3 separate regions of the Drosophila melanogaster genome follow, and all the other regions are linked to region 2. A link is a contact called in public Hi-C and HiChIP or PLAC-seq data. All regions are on one chromosome and are shown on one strand. The core of a region is the stretch at or near the end of the contact, and the rest is flanking DNA. Distances in the headings are between cores, read along the strand shown.

Evidence for each region. Hi-C and Micro-C count contacts between places; a contact is called where the count stands out from the background. HiChIP or PLAC-seq counts read pairs in DNA pulled down with a chosen protein or histone mark.
Region 1: a Hi-C map of the S2 cell line shows a contact between it and region 2, with 5 times the contacts expected there. The contact joins the promoter of larp here to the promoter of mfrn in region 2. A contact is called at or near these places in 7 of 107 Hi-C or Micro-C datasets (the D17-c3 cell line, the Kc167 cell line, the S2 cell line and 1 more) and 3 of 6 datasets of contacts at active chromatin or transcription factors (all in the Kc167 cell line).
Region 3: a contact with region 2 is called in a POLR2A S2P HiChIP or PLAC-seq map of the Kc167 cell line, with 2.3 times the contacts expected there. The contact joins the promoter of wdb here to the promoter of mfrn in region 2. A contact is called at or near these places in 2 of 107 Hi-C or Micro-C datasets (embryo and pre-blastoderm embryo) and 1 of 6 datasets of contacts at active chromatin or transcription factors (the Kc167 cell line).

Annotation. Positions count from the first base shown.
Region 1 is chr3R:28,335,167-28,338,237 of dm6, reverse strand. larp (La related protein) reads left to right here and starts at 1,798. Exons shown (of 7, transcript NM_170365.4): 1 at 1,798-2,230. It overlaps Gfat2 (Glutamine:fructose-6-phosphate aminotransferase 2), which reads left to right. Exons shown (of 2, transcript NM_143360.4): 1 at 1-368; 2 at 571-1,219. The coding sequence ends at 945. It also overlaps asRNA:CR46104.
Region 2 is chr3R:27,946,516-27,949,603 of dm6, reverse strand. It overlaps mfrn (mitoferrin), which reads left to right and starts at 1,583. Exons shown (of 6, transcript NM_143343.3): 1 at 1,583-2,410. The coding sequence starts at 2,294. It overlaps Gp93 (Glycoprotein 93), which reads right to left and starts at 893. Exons shown (of 5, transcript NM_143344.3): 1 at 703-893; 2 at 531-620; 3 at 351-433; 4 at 1-262. The coding sequence starts at 742.
Region 3 is chr3R:27,580,571-27,583,585 of dm6, reverse strand. wdb (widerborst) reads left to right here and starts at 1,345. Exons shown (of 9, transcript NM_170340.2): 1 at 1,345-1,997. It overlaps pins (partner of inscuteable), which reads right to left and starts at 746. Exons shown (of 2, transcript NM_080260.4): 1 at 1-746. The coding sequence starts at 498.

The sequences.
Region 1 (3,071 bases), core at 549-3,048, 390 kb before region 2:
ACTGCAAGCAGCGAGGAGCGCTCATCGTGGGCGTTACCAACACGGTGGGCAGCAGCATCTGCCGCGAGTCGCACTGTGGCGTCCACATCAACGCTGGACCCGAGATCGGAGTGGCCTCCACGAAGGCCTACACCTCCCAGTTCATTTCGCTGGTTATGTTCGCCTTGGTCATGTCGGAGGATCGTCTCTCGCTGCAACAGCGCCGCTTGGAGATCATCGATGGCCTATCGCAGCTGGACGAGCACATTAGGACTGTCCTCAAGCTGAACTCGCAGGTGCAGCAGCTTGCCAAGGAGTTGTACGAGCACAAGTCGCTGCTCATTATGGGCAGGGGCTTCAACTTCGCCACCTGTTTGGAGGGCGCACTGGTAATCCATTTGATAATTTGAGCTATAATTTAATCGAATCTCATTTATGCATCGTAATGCATGCATGGGAACGTAATGATGGAAAATAACCGATGTCAACAATTCACTTAACTTGTTTATTTGCCAAGTGCACTTAAATTAATTATTATGTTTGTCCCACGCTTCATGAGCTGAATTTAATCAATTAACTTGCTCATTGCAGAAAGTCAAGGAGCTGACGTACATGCACAGCGAAGGAATCCTGGCTGGAGAACTGAAACACGGACCACTGGCCCTGGTGGACAAGGAGATGCCCGTGCTGATGATCGTGCTGCGGGATCCGGTGTACACCAAGTGCATGAATGCACTGCAGCAGGTGACGTCCCGCAAGGGCAGACCGATCCTAATCTGCGAGGAGGGCGACAACGAGACCATGTCCTTCTCCACGCGTTCGCTGCAGATCCCGAGGACCGTGGACTGCCTGCAGGGCGTGCTCACGGTGATTCCGCTCCAGCTGCTGTCCTACCACATCGCCGTGCTCCGCGGCTGCGACGTGGACTGCCCCAGGAACCTGGCCAAGTCGGTGACCGTGGAGTAGGCGCCCCAACTATCTGGCTAACTGGCTCGCACCGTCTCAAGAATTCCATTTTAGTATCTGCCTGAGAAAAACAAAACAAACCCTAGCACTTAAGTTAAAATTTTCTGGTATTTTGTCGGATCAAAATCCGAACCCTTAACCCATTTGTGCTCCTTCTGGCTGAAGCCACATATGTTTAACCCCTACATTTGTAGCTGTACTGACCCTTTGTGTTGTGGACCCACTACTTTTTGTGAATGTGCAATTGAAATATAATTATTTCCAGTTTTTCTTTAAAAGTGTTTTGCTGCTTTCAATTAAAAATGGATTGGAAAATGTTTAACCAGTAAATTTGTTTGAAAACGGGAAAAACCAAACAAAGATCTATATGTACCTCACTTTACAAAAAATGCTTATCTGACATTAAACATTTGTTTCAAATGTTTAAAAAACGAGGGCCACGTCACGTTATTGCTTACGTTATGTTAATCACGTTGTAAATTTTAGAAAAAGAAAAATTACATATATATTTAATTCTGATAAAACTAAATAAAAATAAATTCTGATAAAAATAAATGATATTCCGAGCACTTAAGTAGTGTGAAATCGATAAGCCGCATAAATTTGAATGTCCTATTTTCAATTTCAAATCAAGTGGTAAATGGGGAAAAAATAAGTTTGTTCTCGAAAAGTAATTCTTTCTGGAAGATATTTCAAAATCATATTTAAAAACAACATTAAATAAATTAAATCAGTTGCGAGCCGGTTGGGACATCTCTATTAACCGTAGCTATCACATCGGTCGATATCTATCGCAACGCAACGCAAACGAATTGAACAACAACCCTGCTCTTTTTCTTTTGGACCCGTAGAACCACATGTCTGGTAACCGATTTTGATTTTCGTTTCGGCGGTATAATGCTCCAATTAATTGACTAATTGCGGTTAATTGACAAGACAAGTGAACGGCGCAAGTACGGTGCAACCAATAACGCAGCGAGTGTGTGTGCAATTGCGAAAAAACCCGATAAATAATATTCGTAACGTTCTGCCCAGCAGCGCGTGAGTGAGTGCGAGCGAGAGGCAGTGATTCGAGGTGCGTAGTGGTGCGAAAGTGTGTGTGCAAGGAAACCCGCAAAAGCAAAAGCAAAGCAACAATAACAACACACGCACGCACACACACACTTGTGTACGTGTTAACACGCGGAGCGGAAAGTGCGTAGTGAACATACGAAACGTACGAAACAAGAAGTGGGAGAGATAGCGGAATAAAATACAATTCTTGTTTCCATTTCAATCTCCTCTGGTGCGTATTCAAATCAATCTGAACCTTAACTTGTGTATGTGTGTGTGACCGCGTGCATCGTTTTGAAATTCGAGGCGAGCTGCAGTCGAAATCAGCTGTTTTAAAAGGCCCGACCAGGGCGGCACTAACAGCAATGCAGGCCGTTAGCCGAGTGCATTGGATATTGCATAATATTGGGTGAAGCGAAAACAGGGATATTGTGGTAGGCCACAGGGTATAATAAAACCAAATTGTAGCTATAAACGCAGTTTCTTTTATTTGCACCTTTAATTCGCTTCGATTTCCTGTCGTATTACCGGTTACGTTCAACGCCATGCCATTACGTTGTACTCCAGTTTGGCAAGTGGGCAGCTCGCTTTGCGGCAGCCCTGGTCGCTTAGCGTTGTGTTGCTGCTTCCTCTTCCTCTTGTGTGGGGCAAAAATCTAACCTCACTTCTTCTTCTTCTTTGGAACACTGCTGTGTGTGGCTGCTGCATAATAATATAATACCTCTCGATTCACGATTGGTCGTGCCTCGCAACGGATTTTCTCCGCTCGCCCAAACTGCAGTATATAATCGTGCAAAATCCGTGGCAGTAAATTCAATTCGCCGAGGAGCGTGACAGCTGAGGAAAATCGAGAAAACGGCCGCTGGGAGAGGCTTTTCCGATGGCCAGTTCCTAAAAAATCACCGCACTCCTCGGGAGGCTCTTCTGCAGTCCCACAAGAATAGTAATCCCCATTGCGAAAGCCCCAAGTTCAAAGTGCAGTGTATGTGCGTATGTGTGTGTGCTGTAATAGTTGCATTAAGTAAAGATGTAAATATTATTGCAGAAGGGCGAACTTGAGATTAATCGCCGTA
Region 2 (3,088 bases), core at 334-2,833:
TCAGATCCTGGTGAGTCATGCCGATACCCGAGTCCATGATGTGCAACGCCTTGTTCTCCTTGTCGGCCTTAATGCGGATGTGCAGCTCCGGATTCGTTTCCAGCTCCTTGCTGTTGGACAGAGCCAATAGGCGGATCTTGTCGATGGCATCGGAGGCGTTGGATATCAATTCACGCAGGAAGATCTCCTTGTTGCGGTAAAGCGAGTTGATAATCAGCTTCATCATGCGGTTGACCTCCGTTTGGAAAGTAAACTTCTTCGCCTGCACGCACAGACAAAAGACAAAGAAAAAAGGGAAAGGAAATCCCGGTCATACGTGTACCTTCCAAATGACCTGGCAATGAACCCACCTTCTCGCGAATTTCCTTCAGCTGCGCCACGTTCAGGCCGTCCAGCTGGATGGCCTCCTCCTCGCGCTTCAGGGTCTCGGCATCTGGGGGATTGGGAATTAGAAAAAGGGGGCGGTTATCGCAACGCTGACGTGTACCAAACAAAACTCGTCGTCGCGAGAGGGGGGCGTGTCTACGTACCGGTGCGGGAGCCCTCCTTGAAGGAGCCCAGATCAAGGTCGATGGTCTCCGTTGTGGCGGCCTCGTCATCGGCGGCTATTTGATTGATGCCTAATCAGACGCGAATCAGACGCCAATTAATAATTAGGTTAAAACACCGGTTCAATGCGGCGTGGCAAATGTGCACACTTACCTGCTAGGAGCAGCAGGCCCACCAGCAAAAAGTACTTCATGATCTTTGGTAGCTTGATTTACGGAGCTCGAGCTATCGGTTCGTCCGGCGAAAGGCCACGTCACGAATAACAGATGCAATAAATTAGTCCGCACTTGCGTCGCCTGCTTTGATTTTTTTTTACTGACGCCGACAAGCGGCTGGAAGGCCTTTAAATGCCTCGCAGAGTGACCGTATTCCGGCGCTGGAACATTCTAAGCGCATTGGAAGGAAATACCAGGGGCTGCACTGGAAATAGGATATATATACAGCACAGAGCACGAAAATAGTGTAATTTAAATAAATTTAATGTTTGCTTATTTGAAAGCCCATACATTCATAGAATCTATTTGGGATTTAGTTTACAAGAGGATGTAGTGTCAAAACTCTACTGTTAAATATATTTAATTTGATAATTTACATTCTTATATCAATAGTTTACAAAAGGGAACACTTAGGCCGGTAGATATATGATTTATATTTGAAACAAATTAGTATCTTTTCATGTATACAACAACTAAGCTTTAAAATAATAAATTCTTCGGTCGGTTGCACAACAACTTCGTGTATATACAATTTTTAAGCTGCCAAAATAGATAACTGAGAACTTATTGATATAGCAAAGTAATGATAAAAATATGAATTGAAATAAAATATAAATTCCTGACAGAGATCAAGGAAATCCATTTCGTTTTAGAATATATAACATATGATTTTGTACCGTTCGGTTTATTTTACAATGTTAAGTTAAATATTTTAATGTTGGTATTTTTATTTGCCATGGCGTTAAGGTTCCGCACCCACATGTGGGTGGACTTGTGCTGGTATTTTCACCCGAGCCATTTTGGTATTTTGCGACGTTCCCGCTGCGGTCACTCTGGGCACGAGGCTTGTTTATTGGGCGAAATTTAATGATTCGCTGTAATCATACAACATTTGCGTCAGTTGCCAAACACCGACCCAGCCAAAATTCCGCTTCGGCCACAAACCGACTCTTATATATTCATAAAACAACCGATCCGCAGCCGCCACTCCAGCAGCAGCAGCTTAGCCGCGAGCAACTAAACCAGAAATTGCTTCCTCGCGTGAATCGTTGAATCGGGGAATCGTCTCTATGTCGTCTGTATGCTAGTCGTGCAACAGCAGTGTCAATTAGCAGTTTCGCATAAGACCACCTCACGCGTACACTCTGCACCACCACCGCCACCGCCGCCGCCTCCGCCAGCAGCACCACCCCCCGAAATACACCCGCCCGTGCGTCCGTGAATCGTCGTGTTATCCGTGTTATACAACAAAATTGCACCAAAAGTGCCCGACATACGCCGGCCAAGAGTTGCCCGCTAACCAACGCCGATCCTCGACAGGCGGAGCGACCCGATCCCAGCGGAGAAAGCGGCTCTGCAGCAGCAACTGCAACAGCGACTTGGCAGAACTGGTCCGGATTAGCAGGTTGTCGTAAGAGGAGCAGCGACTGCAAGGGCGCAACCACAGCATTAGCACACAACACAGTCGATAGTGCAGCCCCACCAGCAGCCTCAACAATCGAAAGCGACGGCAACCGTTCGGATCCACCATGAACATCGACGACTACGAATCGCTGCCCACCACCAGTGTGGGTGTCAATATGACGGCGGGCGCAATTGCGGGCGTGCTGGAGCATGTGGTCATGTATCCGCTGGACTCCGTCAAGGTGAGAGAGACTGCATGGCCGCCTGGTAATCGGAGGAGCAGCGGCATGAACATAACACGACCTAACCTCACTATCAATCGGAATTTTGTGTGTGCCGCCGCTGCTTTGGCATAATCGTGATGTAATTGCCCACGTCTCGAGTGCAACCAAGAGTTGCGTTTCTCATTAAGAGCTCTGGGTGGTATAGCCACATATAGCCGCTCTGAACGCTTATCGTAGCACGTTCCATTGGTTTATGCTTCCGCGATAAGATTAGCCATAGTAATTGGACTAGCTCTTATCGGCGGAGCGTTCTCATCGTTCTTCTGAAAATTCGGTAGGGCCAACCAAGTGCACAAGTCCGCCACTTAAGCGTATGCAAATGCCCACCTCGTAATGACGTTCGCCGCAAGTATATACACATATGTATATGGTTATATGTAAATATGTACATATGTACACCACGCATTCAATACCTATTATTGACCGATTCTTGTTTCGTTGTATTTCACTCAGCTGGCTGGTGGCTCGAGCACTTATTGATTTTCGTGGCCACATGTGTCAATCGCGCAAGTGACAGCCGGCAGGCAGTTGGTTGCCAGTCTAAAGCCTGGTCGGTATTCCCGGCGTCATCGTTATAATCTAGATTCTGGACACAGTCCGTTTGACGAGCTAAAATTCGTGAAGTTTTAAAAGCCA
Region 3 (3,015 bases), core at 96-2,595, 370 kb after region 2:
GTTGTAAAGAGCGCGTCCCTCGGACAGACGATCTCCCAGCTGCCTGGCCAGCGTTAGGTGCCTCTCGCAACAGATGGCCGCCTCGTCGAAGCGACCCATTACCTTGAGGGTGTTGCCCAGATTGCCAGAGGACTTGGCCTCGCCCAGTCGGTCGTTCATGCTCTTGGCCAGCGTAAGATCGTGTTTGTGGTACTGCATCGCCTTGTTGTAGTCGCCTAGGTAGAAGTAGGCGTTGCCCAGCTGGGAGTAGATGGCGGACAGAGTGCGAAGATCCTCGGTTCCGGCCTGAATGGCCGCCTGGAAGAAGGCCACGCCCGCCCGGCAGTCACCCGCCTTGCAGAGGCGTTCACCCTCGAGGGCCAGTTCCAGGCACATACTGGATCCTCCGTCGGATCCGGAACCCTGCTGGGAGTTGCCGTCGTGGGAAGTAGTTCCTCCTCCGCCCGATCCCAGTCCCAAACTGGACACATTCTCCGCGGACGCAGAGAGCGAGGACATTCTGCTGCGAAGTCTCGCCTTTTTGTCGCGATGCTCCTTTTTGAGGGGCAGGTGCTCTGAAAACTGGGAGTTGTCCACTTTGCGGCGATGTTTTGGGGTCGATCTTTGGGGTTTTTAGCTAGCCTCTGGCTGGTTTTGAACTGCTGGTGGGTAAACTTAACTGCGACAGGTGAAATTTCAGCAATTAAGCGATCTTTTGTACCGTTTTTTTGACTAATTAGTGCGTTTCTGATTCACGACCAGTGTGACCGATTGGGGTCGATGAGAATACCAAGCAGATTAGAAAGAAATACCAACTTTATATGGTATGTCGTTGGATTTAAAAATAATATCTGTTATATTTTGTTTTAAGTCAATTGAACAATTTTAAATTACTTGTTATTTTTCCCCTACAACAAAGATACTATGAAAATTATATAAATAATATGCCTTTACCTCATGACCATAGCTTACATATCAGCAATATTTAGTAGCCCAATTGGTAATATTATATATATAATTACATTGTTTGATGGTTAATGTATGCATGCCGTTTGATTTAAAACTAATTTTTTTTTAACTTTAAGAAAAAGCAGTTTAAATTCATTTATTAGAATTCGAATTAGAAATCTTATCAGATGGTTGCCCTAATTTGAGAAATGTTAGCCACTGCAAGACCATAGCTTATAAAGGATCAATACTTATGAGCCAAGCTAAAACACAATTTTATCATAGTCTTTTCTTATTTTTGTAACGTATTAGTAAAATCTAAAATATATTGGCATAGTTAACATTTATCATTTTCGGTCAACAAGCCATAGCCCTCATCCCTATCAACCGTAGTTGGTAGCCAGCACTTTTGCAGACGCGCTTTGCAACACTAATCGCTTCAAAGATGGCGTCACTTCTACGGTGTCTGTGTGAACGATTCTAGTTGCCGCTGGAGAAAATTCGTAATTCTCGCATAAAGCGCACCTGCCGGTTACCAAAATCGATTGAAAAGCGAACGTCCCATATTGCGGCGCGATAAGCGGGTGAAATTGTGGCAGTGCGTGCGCGATAGACTGTTAGAAAAGCAGTGCAAATTGGAAGTCCGGATGCTCGAAGGTGTGTGTGTGCGTCGCTTTTTTTGTGCGGTTTTCAGCTGCAGTCGGCCAACAGTGCAACGCAAACATTGTGTTCTAAATTACATAAAGCAGGGAATTTCTGCACGAAGGCAACCGAAAAAAGGACTAAAAGGAAAAAATTAGCCACACAAAAGGAGAGCGAGTGCGACAGGGAAGGAGGGATACAGAGCGAGCGAGAGGTCGATAACGATAGCCTTGTTTGGTTATCGCCCTCGATAGGAAATAAAAACGGGAGAAAAACTTGAAAGCAGCGGCGTCTTTCAGTTCGCCGGTGTGCCCGTGCGTTGGATGGTATTTTGTGGTATTTTCATTCATTTTTGGGACTGTAGTGTGACCGTGTGTGGGAGAGAGCCGCCTAAATAGAGAGCGCGACGCGCAACAACAGTTTCTGTGGTGAGTTGAAACGAAACTCACCACGCTCTCACCCAGAAATCTGGCACAGTGGTCTCGAAACAAAAGCCAAATGAGTAATCGCACCTGGGGAATCTAGCTAAATATCAGCACCAAACAATTGAAAGTCAGCTAGATGAAAACAATAACAATAGTAATACTATTCGAAGTACTAATACTAATCAATTGGAGGCAGGCTTTTCGTTTGTGTGTGCCTGCTCCCTCTCGCGTATAGTATATACCCATGTGCCAGAGAGAGCAAGCCGAAAACGAAAAGAGAGCGCGAGAGTCGGACGAAGGAAAAAAATATCGCCACAGTTGCCGTATGCCGCCTTCGTCGTCGGTTGCAAAAGATATAGAAATCTTTTATATACACACATACGCAGTCGGTTTTTAATAAATTCTGCAGCGAAAATTCCAAGCCCGAATAAAGAAGGAGAAATAAAAGGCAACTAAACAAAGCCGAGTGCAAAATTAAAGCCAAATTTCCAAGGCGAATGCAAATTTTTCAAGTGCGCAGTAAGCGGCTAAATCCCCAGACGCAATTCGGTGTTTCAAAAGTTTTAATAAATAAATAAATATGTAATTACGCTCGCAATCCAGCCAGCCCGCACACACACACGCACACACAAATACACGCACGCAATCGGTTAGAATTCGTATGAGCATATATATTTTTTACTTATATTATTTTTAGAATATCGATTTTGTGCCGCGTGCGTGTGTGTGTCTCTCTCGCACCGAGTGTGTGTGCCTGTGTGTGTGTTTGAAACATACATATTTATGATAAGTGTGTGTGTCAAGCAGTAAAATGTGTTAAGAATTATGTTCATATAGACACAAGTTACCTAATCTTACTCCTCTTACCTAAATGAGGAAAAAGGCAAAATAGATGAAAGGAATCAACAAACCGAAGTGAAGCAAAAGATAGAGCAAAGGCAACAGCGAAAAGAGCCCCATCAAAACAGCTGCGCTCTCTCACCTTTTACTCATCTTCCCATCCTCTCTCTCTACCCATTCA